3 separate regions of the Mus musculus genome follow, and regions 2 and 3 are each linked to region 1. Evidence: chromatin contacts called from public Hi-C and promoter capture Hi-C data. All regions are on one chromosome and are shown on one strand. The core of a region is the stretch at or near the end of the contact, and the rest is flanking DNA. Distances in the headings are between cores, read along the strand shown. Region 1 holds the start of Gpatch1 (G patch domain containing 1). Region 2 holds the start of Pepd (peptidase D). Region 3 holds the start of Cebpg (CCAAT/enhancer binding protein (C/EBP), gamma).

The links. Promoter capture Hi-C pulls out the DNA fragments that hold promoters and counts their contacts. A called contact is a pair of places that touch in the nucleus more often than the background predicts.
Region 2: a Hi-C map of CD8 T cells shows a contact between it and region 1, with 4 times the contacts expected there. The contact joins the promoter of Pepd here to the promoter of Gpatch1 in region 1. A contact is called at or near these places in 2 of 39 promoter capture datasets (embryonic stem cells and liver), 1 of 15 datasets of contacts at CTCF or cohesin (the NIH/3T3 cell line), 2 of 484 Hi-C or Micro-C datasets (CD4 T cells and CD8 T cells) and 2 of 9 other capture datasets (adipose tissue and liver).
Region 3: a promoter capture Hi-C map of pre-B cells shows a contact between it and region 1, with 4 times the contacts expected there. The contact joins the promoter of Cebpg here to the promoter of Gpatch1 in region 1. A contact is called at or near these places in 4 of 39 promoter capture datasets (the C10 cell line, the HPC-7 cell line, liver and 1 more), 2 of 484 Hi-C or Micro-C datasets (CD4 T cells and regulatory T cells), 2 of 115 datasets of contacts at active chromatin or transcription factors (extraembryonic endoderm stem cells and memory CD8 T cells) and 1 of 9 other capture datasets (liver).

What each region holds. Positions count from the first base shown.
Region 1 is chr7:35,316,802-35,319,913 of GRCm38.p6, forward strand. It overlaps Gpatch1 (G patch domain containing 1), which reads right to left and starts at 1,639. Exons shown (of 20, transcript NM_026181.1): 1 at 1,540-1,639. The coding sequence starts at 1,612.
Region 2 is chr7:34,910,966-34,914,077 of GRCm38.p6, forward strand. Pepd (peptidase D) reads left to right here and starts at 1,442. Exons shown (of 15, transcript NM_008820.2): 1 at 1,442-1,489. The coding sequence starts at 1,473.
Region 3 is chr7:35,055,002-35,058,113 of GRCm38.p6, forward strand. Cebpg (CCAAT/enhancer binding protein (C/EBP), gamma) reads right to left here and starts at 1,565. Exons shown (of 2, transcript NM_009884.3): 1 at 1,375-1,565. Gm45095 (serine/arginine repetitive matrix protein 1-like) reads left to right here and starts at 482. Exons shown (of 2, transcript XM_030243153.1): 1 at 482-1,091; 2 at 1,191-2,644. The coding sequence starts at 1,006. The coding sequence ends at 1,758.

The sequences.
Region 1 (3,112 bases), core at 389-2,888:
GGAGCTGTCTAAGACATATGTGATATGTGATGTGCAAAGCTGTAATCCCAGGACTGGGAAGGCTAAGAAAGGAGCATAGTCCTGAGTTTAAAGCTAGCCTGGTCTACATATTTGATAAATAGAAGGCCAGCTTGGACTATATAGAAAGACCCTATCTTATACCCACTCCTGCCAAAAAATAAAAATAAAATAAATTTTAAAAAGGCAGTAAGAGCTAAATACCTAATAAAAAATGGAACAAAACAAAACAAAAAAAAAAAAAAGGCAGTAAGAGTCTCAGTGAAAATGTCTCAGAGGTATAGCCAACAGGTCAGGATGGGAAGCAGGAGGCGGCAGTGGGGGGAAGCCTCACCAACAAAAGTCTACAGGTAACTTCTGGTCCACCACTGTGACTCCTCTATCTTCCCCACAATGTTAGCACTCCCATCAGCGGTATGGACACCCAGTAGATAAACCTAGTCATTAAGTGAAACAGACCGGAAACGCCACAGAGCCTTGCTTCATCTTACCTTCACCCCTGTATTTCTGTATTTCACGAGCAACTCCAGTCAACACCGGTCAAGTCTGCTCCATGCAAAACCTACTCAACAGCTGTTGCTGCTAACTCTCCAGTCCACACAACCACAGTCTCCCTGCTTCATTCCTGCCCACCCCCCAAGGAAACTACTCTCAAAATTAAAGCAAACATAATGTTAAAACATGCATCCTGCCAGGCATGGCACTACACACCTTTAACACCAGCACCTGAGAGGCAGAGGCTGCTAAAATACTGTGAGTCCAGCCAAGTGGAGCTAGCAAGGCCCTGTTCCCCCCCCCCCAAAAAAAAAGTAAAAGGGAAGAAATGCATTTCTCTTTGTGTAAACTGAACCAATACCCGTAGTATAAGAGCCAAACTCCTGGCTGGGTGTGACGGCACACAGCTGCAAACCAAGCACATGTTACACAAGAATAGGAGGATCAAGAGTTCAAGTCCAGTCTGGGCTATAAAGTGGGGTTTGATGTCAGCATGGGTTACATGAGACCCTGTCAGAAAAAGGAAAGATTCCAATTCTTGGGGTTGGATATGTAGCTCAGTTGTAACACACTAGCCTAGAATGCACGAGGTTCCCTCCTCAGGGACACACACACTCCAGATTCCTTACCATGGCAAGGGCCACCCACACGAATCCTGACTATCCCTAGACTGCTAAGCTGTCTGCCACTTTAAGGGATTTCCTATCTCAAGTGTTTCTCCCCAGATTTTCCAGGTCTGGTTTCTTTTACTTTCAAGGACGGGTGCAAACGTTGCCTCGGGACAAGAGACTGACTGACCGCCCTCCATCATACCCATGTTGCCTAGTCATTCCTGCATCTCCCAGCCCTCCGCGTCCTTCTCTGCCCCCCGAGAACGCGGCGCCCAAGTGCAGTGCACAAGCCTCTCCAGCGTGTTCCCTGTGCCCACAGCGAGCGAGCCCAGACCCAGGACGAGATGTCGCTGTCGCCCACGTGCTGGACTCTCAGCCTGCGCCCTTCAGACACCGCCGGCCATCGGACCCGCACCTTCGTCCAGAGGCTCCAGGCCCGTTCCATAGCTGATCAGATCCTCGTCGCTGTCACTGTCCAGCGCCGCCATCCTGCTCCTTCCGGGCTCCGCCCCCTCGCTACGGGAGCCTCTATAGGCCAAAAACATTCAGTTTCGCTTCTGTGAACTGGAGCATTCTATAAAGACTTGTTTGAGGGGGAAATGTCACCTCCTCCTCGCAAATCATAGTCCTATGCAAGTCCGACTGCAGATAAGATTTGTATCTGTGCCGGGAAGTGATAGCGCACGCCTTTAATCCTAACAGTCAGGAGGCAGAGGCAGGAGAATCTCTGAGTTCGAGGCCAGCTTGGTCTACAAAGAAAGTTTCAGGACAATGAAAGCTACACAAAAAAACCCTGTCTCGTCTCGAGAAAAAAAAAAAAAGAAGAAGAAGAAAACGAAAACAAACAAACAACAAAAACAATATTGGTCTCTGTACACCCCATCCTGGCTCTGCCATGCGCCTGAGTACTGGAAGGACACAGCGATAAGATGCTGGAAACCAAATATTCGGACGCAGGGCAGAGTCTCTGTAATTCCGTACAGCCAGTCCTGCGACTGGCTCCTTCGCCCCTGCTTAATTGCCTCAGCCAGCAATAAGTGCCAACCCGATCTTCCACCGGTCCCAACCAGCTTCCGGAAAAGTGCTTGCCCAGTGGCCACTGTCTGGCCCTCTACACCGGAAATGGGAAGGAACCAACAGGCAGATGTGTCTTTAGTGCACATCGTATGAATCGGGCCACACACACACTCACACACAATATACTTGTCATCTTTATATTTGCAAAAGTGAGGCCCCCTCCTAGACTTTTGGAAGGATTTGCCGACCCTGAGAATATCAGAACCCTGCACGCTAAGGAAATTGGTGAAAGACAAGAAACAAGATATCAAGCATGGATAGAGAGCTGGACATCAGCCTAAACTACACAATGAGACACTATAATAAATAATCAAATAATTAGAAAAGAGAGAGAGAAGCAGACCAAGTGGGCTAAGAATGAGAGGTCCTTCAGAAAATCTAAGGTACAGACATCTGCCAATGGGCGCTGTTATCTCACTTCACAAGCTTGGCCAAGACGTGGGGGGGCGGGGGGGGGTGTGATTCAGCCTGGCTTGGTGACTCACACTTTTAATCTCAGCACTCAAGAGGCAGAGGCAGAGGCAGAGGCAGAGGCAGAGGCAGAGGCAGAGGCAGAGGCAGAGGCAGAGGCAGAGGCAGAGGCAGAGGCAGAGGCAGAGGCAGAGGAGGCAGAGGAGGCAGAGGCAGAGACAGAGGAGGCAGAGGAGGCAGAGGAGGCAGAGGCAGGGGGATTTCTATGAGTTTAATGTCAGCCTAGTTGTCTAAGTGAGTCCAGGGCTGCCAGGCCTCTGTTACATAGAGAAAGTGTCTCGAAAGCAAATAAACAAACAAACAGATGGTTGTGAACCACTGGGAATTGAACTCAGGAAGAGCAGTCAGTGCTCTTAATCACTGAGCCATCGCTCCAGCCCCTTCCTTTAATTTTTGAGAAGCTCATAACAATGCAACAAAGCAGCAATGCCCGCTGATCA
Region 2 (3,112 bases), core at 192-2,691, 410 kb before region 1:
CCTCGAGGCCCACTGTGCAGATGGGCCTGGGTGGGCAGGAGCCGTGGGTAGTGCTTCCCGGTTAACACTACAGAAAGAGTGCTCCGTTCAATGGCTGGGTGTTCTCTGCCTCTCTTCTGTAAATATTTAGGATAATTACTTCTTTTACACATTAATAAGCATTAAGCTGGCAGTTGGTTTAATTTTGACATATTTTATGTCAAAAGAAGTGGGGCTGTGATTAGCTGGGGGCAGGCTTTCCTACTACAAACCTGCTCCTCCTCTGCTATTTTTAAAAAGGCGTCCCTTATTAGGGAGTCGAGACTCTTTAGCTGAAGATGGAGCTAATGCACTCTGTGTGTGTGTGTGTGTCCAAGTTCTCAAGAGTCTGTGTGAGGTCAGGCATGTTGCTTACCCTTCTGGACCTTAGTCTCCTCCTCTGTAAGATGGTGCTAAGACAGCACCTGCCTTCCTCATGGGGCTTTTGTGAGACCACTGTGAGCAGTGGTGCTAACATCTGCAAAGCACTTGAACCAGTGTCTTTAAGTGCTGAGAGTAAGGAGGGCAGTGCCTGCCTTCTGATGCTCATTTCTCTGTAGGACTCTCCTCTATCACCAGGGCTCAGCTCTGCTATTCCCCACCTCATCCTCCCCTCCCCTGCTCTGCCCCTGCCCCTGCTTCTCTTTCTTCAGCTCCTCCATCTTGCACTTGAGGAGGTTTGGACTAGAGCCTATTAGATTTAACTCTCCAACTTATATACAAGACCCTGAAGGCCTTGCTTATCTCTCAGCCAGAGACTTTCTCCCCAGACTCCCTTTCCTGAATGCTGGAGGCTTCTATTACTCCAGTTGTCCCAGCTCTCCATCATCTTTGGCCCTCCTCCCCATGGTTTCTTTTTTCTTTTTTCTTTACCATATGAATAAATATTTATTTATTTATTTTTTAAAATTAAAAAATTTTTATTAGATATTTTCTTCATTTACATTTCAAATGCTATCCCAAGAGTCCTCTATGCGCCCCCCCCCCCCGCTCCCCTACCAACCCACTCCCACTTCTTGGCCCTGGCGTTCTCCTGTACTGGGGCATATAAAGTTTGCAAGACCAAGGGGCCTCTATTCCCAATGATACAGAAGTGGATCCCCATGGTTTCTTTATTCTTGTATGTTCTTCTCGCGGGTGGGCGGCAACATACACACAAGGTCAGGGGCTAACCTAGAATCAATTGATCTCCTGTCTCAGGACACTTCTTCCCAAGAGGGAAAGCCTTCTGGGTTGCTGCTCAAGTTCCTTCTAGTTTCTTGTGGGAATCTGAGATGCTTAATCAGCTGCAGGACTCCTCCACTTAAGGGTGTGAAGTCCGGAGCTGGAGTGGGAGGGACTGAAGCCACCACGCCCATTAAAAATCCCGCCCTGGCCCCGCCCCGTCCTCCTCAGAGGAACCCTAGCTGGTTCAGCTGACGCTGCACTCCACGTGACGCTAGCGCCGAGTGAACATGGCGTCCACTGTGCGGTGAGTGCTGAGCTTGTCCCTTGCCCTGCCTGCGGCCCGCGTAGAGGTGGCCTGCCTCGGTATTCCTAGCTGAACAGTGGGTGACAGCCTCCGAGCTCTGACTGGAGTTGCTCTGTGGCCGCGGGCTGCGGGCTGCGCGCTTCTTCTCTGGGGCACCGGAACCGAGAGCCGGGCTGGGCGAGTGGTACCTGCAGAGCCCCTGCATGCTTGCGGCTGCCCACTGGCCCTCGTGGGGCGGGGGAGGGTGGCTTCCCTGGAGTCCCGAGTGTGGCAGCCTCACCGTAAGTGGCCGAAGTGGGAGCTTCACAAATCTGTTCACTGCCACGCCCCTCCGATGAGGTGGCCAGCCTGGTCTGGGCGCCAGGTTCCCAGGCGCTTCCTCAAAAGTGAGGGAAAGTGTGAGTAGTATTTGGAGTGGCCGTGGAATATCCGTTAATCAGGCCAGCACTTTCCTGATTCTTTCCTGGCCCAAACGTCAGCTCCTCTGAGACACCTTCCCTTAATTATCTGATCAATTCTATACTGCCTGACTTTCTGTATGTCAGTTGTCTCCTCACTAGCTCCGATGCAGGCTCCATGCAGGCCTCAGTAGCCCAGTGTATTGCTCCGCTTAGACTTGCCATAATTCTGTATGATTAAAGGGTCAGTGGTTCGGCTGGGAGGAAGTTTGGACAGATGGGCTCTATTCAGTGTCACGGAAGGACAGCTGATCAAAGGTTAAGAGATAAAGACTGAGAGAGTAGGGTACATCCCTGAACTAGTAGGTTTGGTGCTAGTGACTTCTCCAGACTTTGTCCTGGGGGAGCAAGAAGGATTGTCATCTGGAATCTGCTTTTTAAGAATTTTAGACAGGGTCTCACTATGTAGCGCATGCTGGCCTTGGGACTCAGATTCTTCCTGCTTTGCCCTTCAGAGTGCTGACAATCCAGGCACGATGGCACTACACCCTGCTTGAGATCTGTTATGTTTTGCTTTGCTTTGTTTGAAGACAGGGTTCCTCTGTGTAGCCCTGGCTGTCCTGGAAGTCACTCTGTAGATCAGGCTGGCCTCGAATTTGGAGATCCACCTGCCTCTGCCTCCCAAGTGCTGGGATTAAAGGGGTGTGTCACTACTACTTGGCTTTTTTTTTTTTTTTTAGGTATTTTCCTCATTTACCACTTGGCTTCTTAAAGAGTTCCCCCCCCCCAACCCCCACCCCCGATAGCATGAGCTGTGGTTTCAGCGGAAGAGGGTGTGGACCTGGTGGTAGGGGATGTTAGGAAGGGTAGGGGTAGAAGAGTGCAGTTCTCCACAGACTGAGTTCAGAACTGAGGCGAGTATGGTAAAAACTAGTGGAGCAAATGCATCTCTCCATATACAACGAGGGCAGTGGAAACAGTGCCATCTTAGTTAGCTTCCAAGGTTGGAAGAGCTTGGGACATAGCAATCATGTAGTGACTACCAGCGGTTTTCTAGGAACAACACTGGGCCATGAAAGCTAATGGACAGGTGGGATCTGTCATCGAACTCTGTGCCATCTAACTCTGTCATCTAACTCTGATCTTGGTCTGTGCCAATACGAGGCATGCGTTTTAGGATCATGGGATGATCTTTGCACTCGGTGATCTTTGGGTGAACTTGGAA
Region 3 (3,112 bases), core at 315-2,814, 260 kb before region 1:
AATTTAAAGGATATTGGGGAGAGGGGAGGGAGGAGGTCTGTTCCCACCTATTTGTTTCTGATAGGTCATAAAAATAACTGAGTCAGTCAAGCATGTCCATCAGACTCAGGAAACAGGCTCAAGCTTTTTTTCAGCTCAGTAGCATCCTGTCATTATTTACAGTTTTTCAGGAACAGGGAAATGACCACAGGGATAGCTAGCTTATCATTACTACTACTCAAGTGGCCATAGATGAACAGACCTTAGAGCGCTTTGAAGGCTAGAAATGTGGCTCAGAGGTAGAGGGGCTTGCCTACCATACTCTGAATTCTTCTATGTACAATTTCTCAATAGAGAAAGACCTTATGGTGCTTTGTTTCAAATTCCCTCTGTGAGACAGGTCTGCACTCAATGATAATATATTCAAATAAGGATTCAAGTGGGTGGAAACTCAAGAGACACAACACCCAGCTGTTGTGCAACCCACAAAGGTTAAAACCTTTCTAAATTTGATACATCTTATGATGCAGTTTACAAAGAAACAAACAAAAAAGCAAGAAGGAGCAGAGCAAAACAAAGCATGCCAACCTTCTTAAGACCAGAAATACACAAGCCCACTTGGAAAGAGAAACAATTCTCACACCCGCATGCCCAACTTCCCCACCTGGATACCTCCGCTGGCTCTTTTCCCGAGCTCCCTCCAGGCGAGCTAAGGAAAGGCTTCATGGCTTGACCTTCTGCGTCTGGTGCGCGATCATCTAGGATGTCCTCCCCCTCCCAGTGAACTGCAGGACACACGACCGCGTCCAAAAAAACAAACGAAATCTCCCTCTTGCAACGTTACGTGTGTAAAAACTCGAGTGCCTTCCCTAGATGACCACTAGGTTATTAACTCCAAATAGGACCCGGGCCATCCCCCCCAGACCGAGCCGTTTGGGAAGCCGACAGGAAGAGAGTCCTAGGTGGCTCCAAAGTAAGATTCGGTCCACCTTCTATTCTAGGAACACCCTCCATCCCTAGGGGCCAATGCGCGCCAGGCTTGTCACGCTGCACGTCGCCGAGGGGCAGGTTCTGGAGGGACCACCTGGTACTCCATCCCTTCCCCGACTGTGGTGAGGGGGCGCCCGGGGGAGCGCGGGGGTCGGCGCCAAGCGCGGCGGCGCTGGGCCGTGGCCAGGGATGAGCTCAGCCCCGCCGGGTGTTGCCCGCAGGTTGCATCAGACGCCGCTCCGGGCCCCCGCCCGCGCCGCCAAGCCGCCAGGAGCCTTCCGGGCCAACCTGCCGAATCGGGCAGGGCCGGGTCTCCTCCGGCCGGGTCGGCGCCTACGCGAGCGGCGGGCTCGGCCGCGGCCTCCTCCCCCAACCCCTCCGAGCTACAACCCGCGGCCTCCTTACCTGCGCCTCCGGCCGGCCCGCCCGCCCCCAGACGGCCTCCACTCCGAGCGGCCCCGCGCGGCGCGGCCCGACCCGACCCGACCCAGGCCTCGCAGCCCGCGAGTCGGCGAGGAGGAGCGACGGTTACGAAACCGGCAACCTCCGCCCGTTCCGCCACCGCGGCCACCGGTTTTCCCCGCCTCTTCGGGTCCGCGCGCTGCCGCCGCCGCCGTGACCAATAGAAGCGCTGCTTGGAGAACGACGCGCTCGCCTCTAGAGATGGGCAGCTCCACCAGCCAATCACAGGCCGTGTGCCGGCGAGAGGCGGGCGCGCGGCGGAACGGGCGTGGTGGGCGTGGCAGCACCGGCGCTGGCTGGAGGCGCGCTCGGTGGTTTCCCCCTTAGGCTGTCGGTGGTGGCAGGCGGTGGCCCTGAGCCTTGGGAGTGACCCATGGCAAGCAAAGTTCTATCAGAGTTACGAGGGCCTCACCTGCCTTAGGGAAAAGACATTTCCTCAGGTGGATTTTTGAGTTAGGGTGGGTTTTTTGTTTGTTTAGGCCTCACGGCCCTGAGGCATCTGCACATTTATTTTGATAAAAGCACGTTAAGGAAAAACTGTCCAGTGCTAGGGTTAGCACTTGTCAGACGCTTGACAACAGCAGACTGTGGCTGCCGAACAAATCACGATTTCCAAAGTGTGCTCACCTCCGGAGAGCAGATGATGGATATGAGGTGCTCTCTTAAAAGTGACAAGTGGTCCAGCCTGGGTCTCCCGGGAACAGTTCACAAGAGAATCAAAAAGCGGGTTTTTTTGTTGTTTTGTTTTGTTTTGTGTTGCTTTTTGTTTTTGTGTTTTGAAAAACAGGAAGCAGCGCTGGGTGGAAGGCAGAGCCTGCCCGAAAGGTTTGATTGCTTCCTCTTTAGCAATGCTTATCATTCAAAACTCTCTGGCTTTCAGAAGGGAAATGTTTCTTCATCGCCAAGGCCAGGAGAGCAGCTCTCCACATAAGACTTCGAGGAATCCCTGAGAGATGAAAATACCTGAAAAAAAAAAAGTCAACCACAGAGAATGACCCCTGATAACCCCATGCACACTTGGGGAGCTAATGTCTCAAAACCAGTCAGTATGTTTCTTTAGGTTTGGATCGCTGTGTTAAGAGCCATTTTTTTCCCAAGACTTAGCACTATGAAAGGTGAACCGTGCTTTGTTTCTCACAAAGACCACGATTTTACCCCTAATGTTTTCTAGTCATATAAAAACTATCGAAAATAAAAACATCCTTGCATGTCATATGTATATTGAGTTAGCCTCTTTTTTGCCAGCCGCTCTGCCAGCTGCATTCTGTGTTGTGTCTAGGCAAGCCTTCCACAGCCAGCAGTCAATGCCCAGGAGTCTTGAGATTTCCTCTTTAGCTGATATCCTGTAATTCTTTTCCTGATTACAAGAACGGTATGTGCTAAAGTGTGGACTAAGAGTCAGCAATGGAAGAAGACAAACACACTGTCCCTGCCCACAGGGAGCTTACTCTGAGAACTACAGAGACATGATTCAAGCCCCATTTTCATAGACACTTAAGGAAAGAAGTCCAAGATGCTAGGAGATATTGTAAGAAGGGGACCAGACCTGATCTAATGTGTCAGAGAAGGCTTAAAAGATGAGGCGGGTTTGGCTTTGCTTAGAGGCCCTGTGATGGCCGGAACATAAGGCTGAGGCAAGGTAAAGTAGGGCTGACCAAGAGAGACCAACAGTGATTTTGAT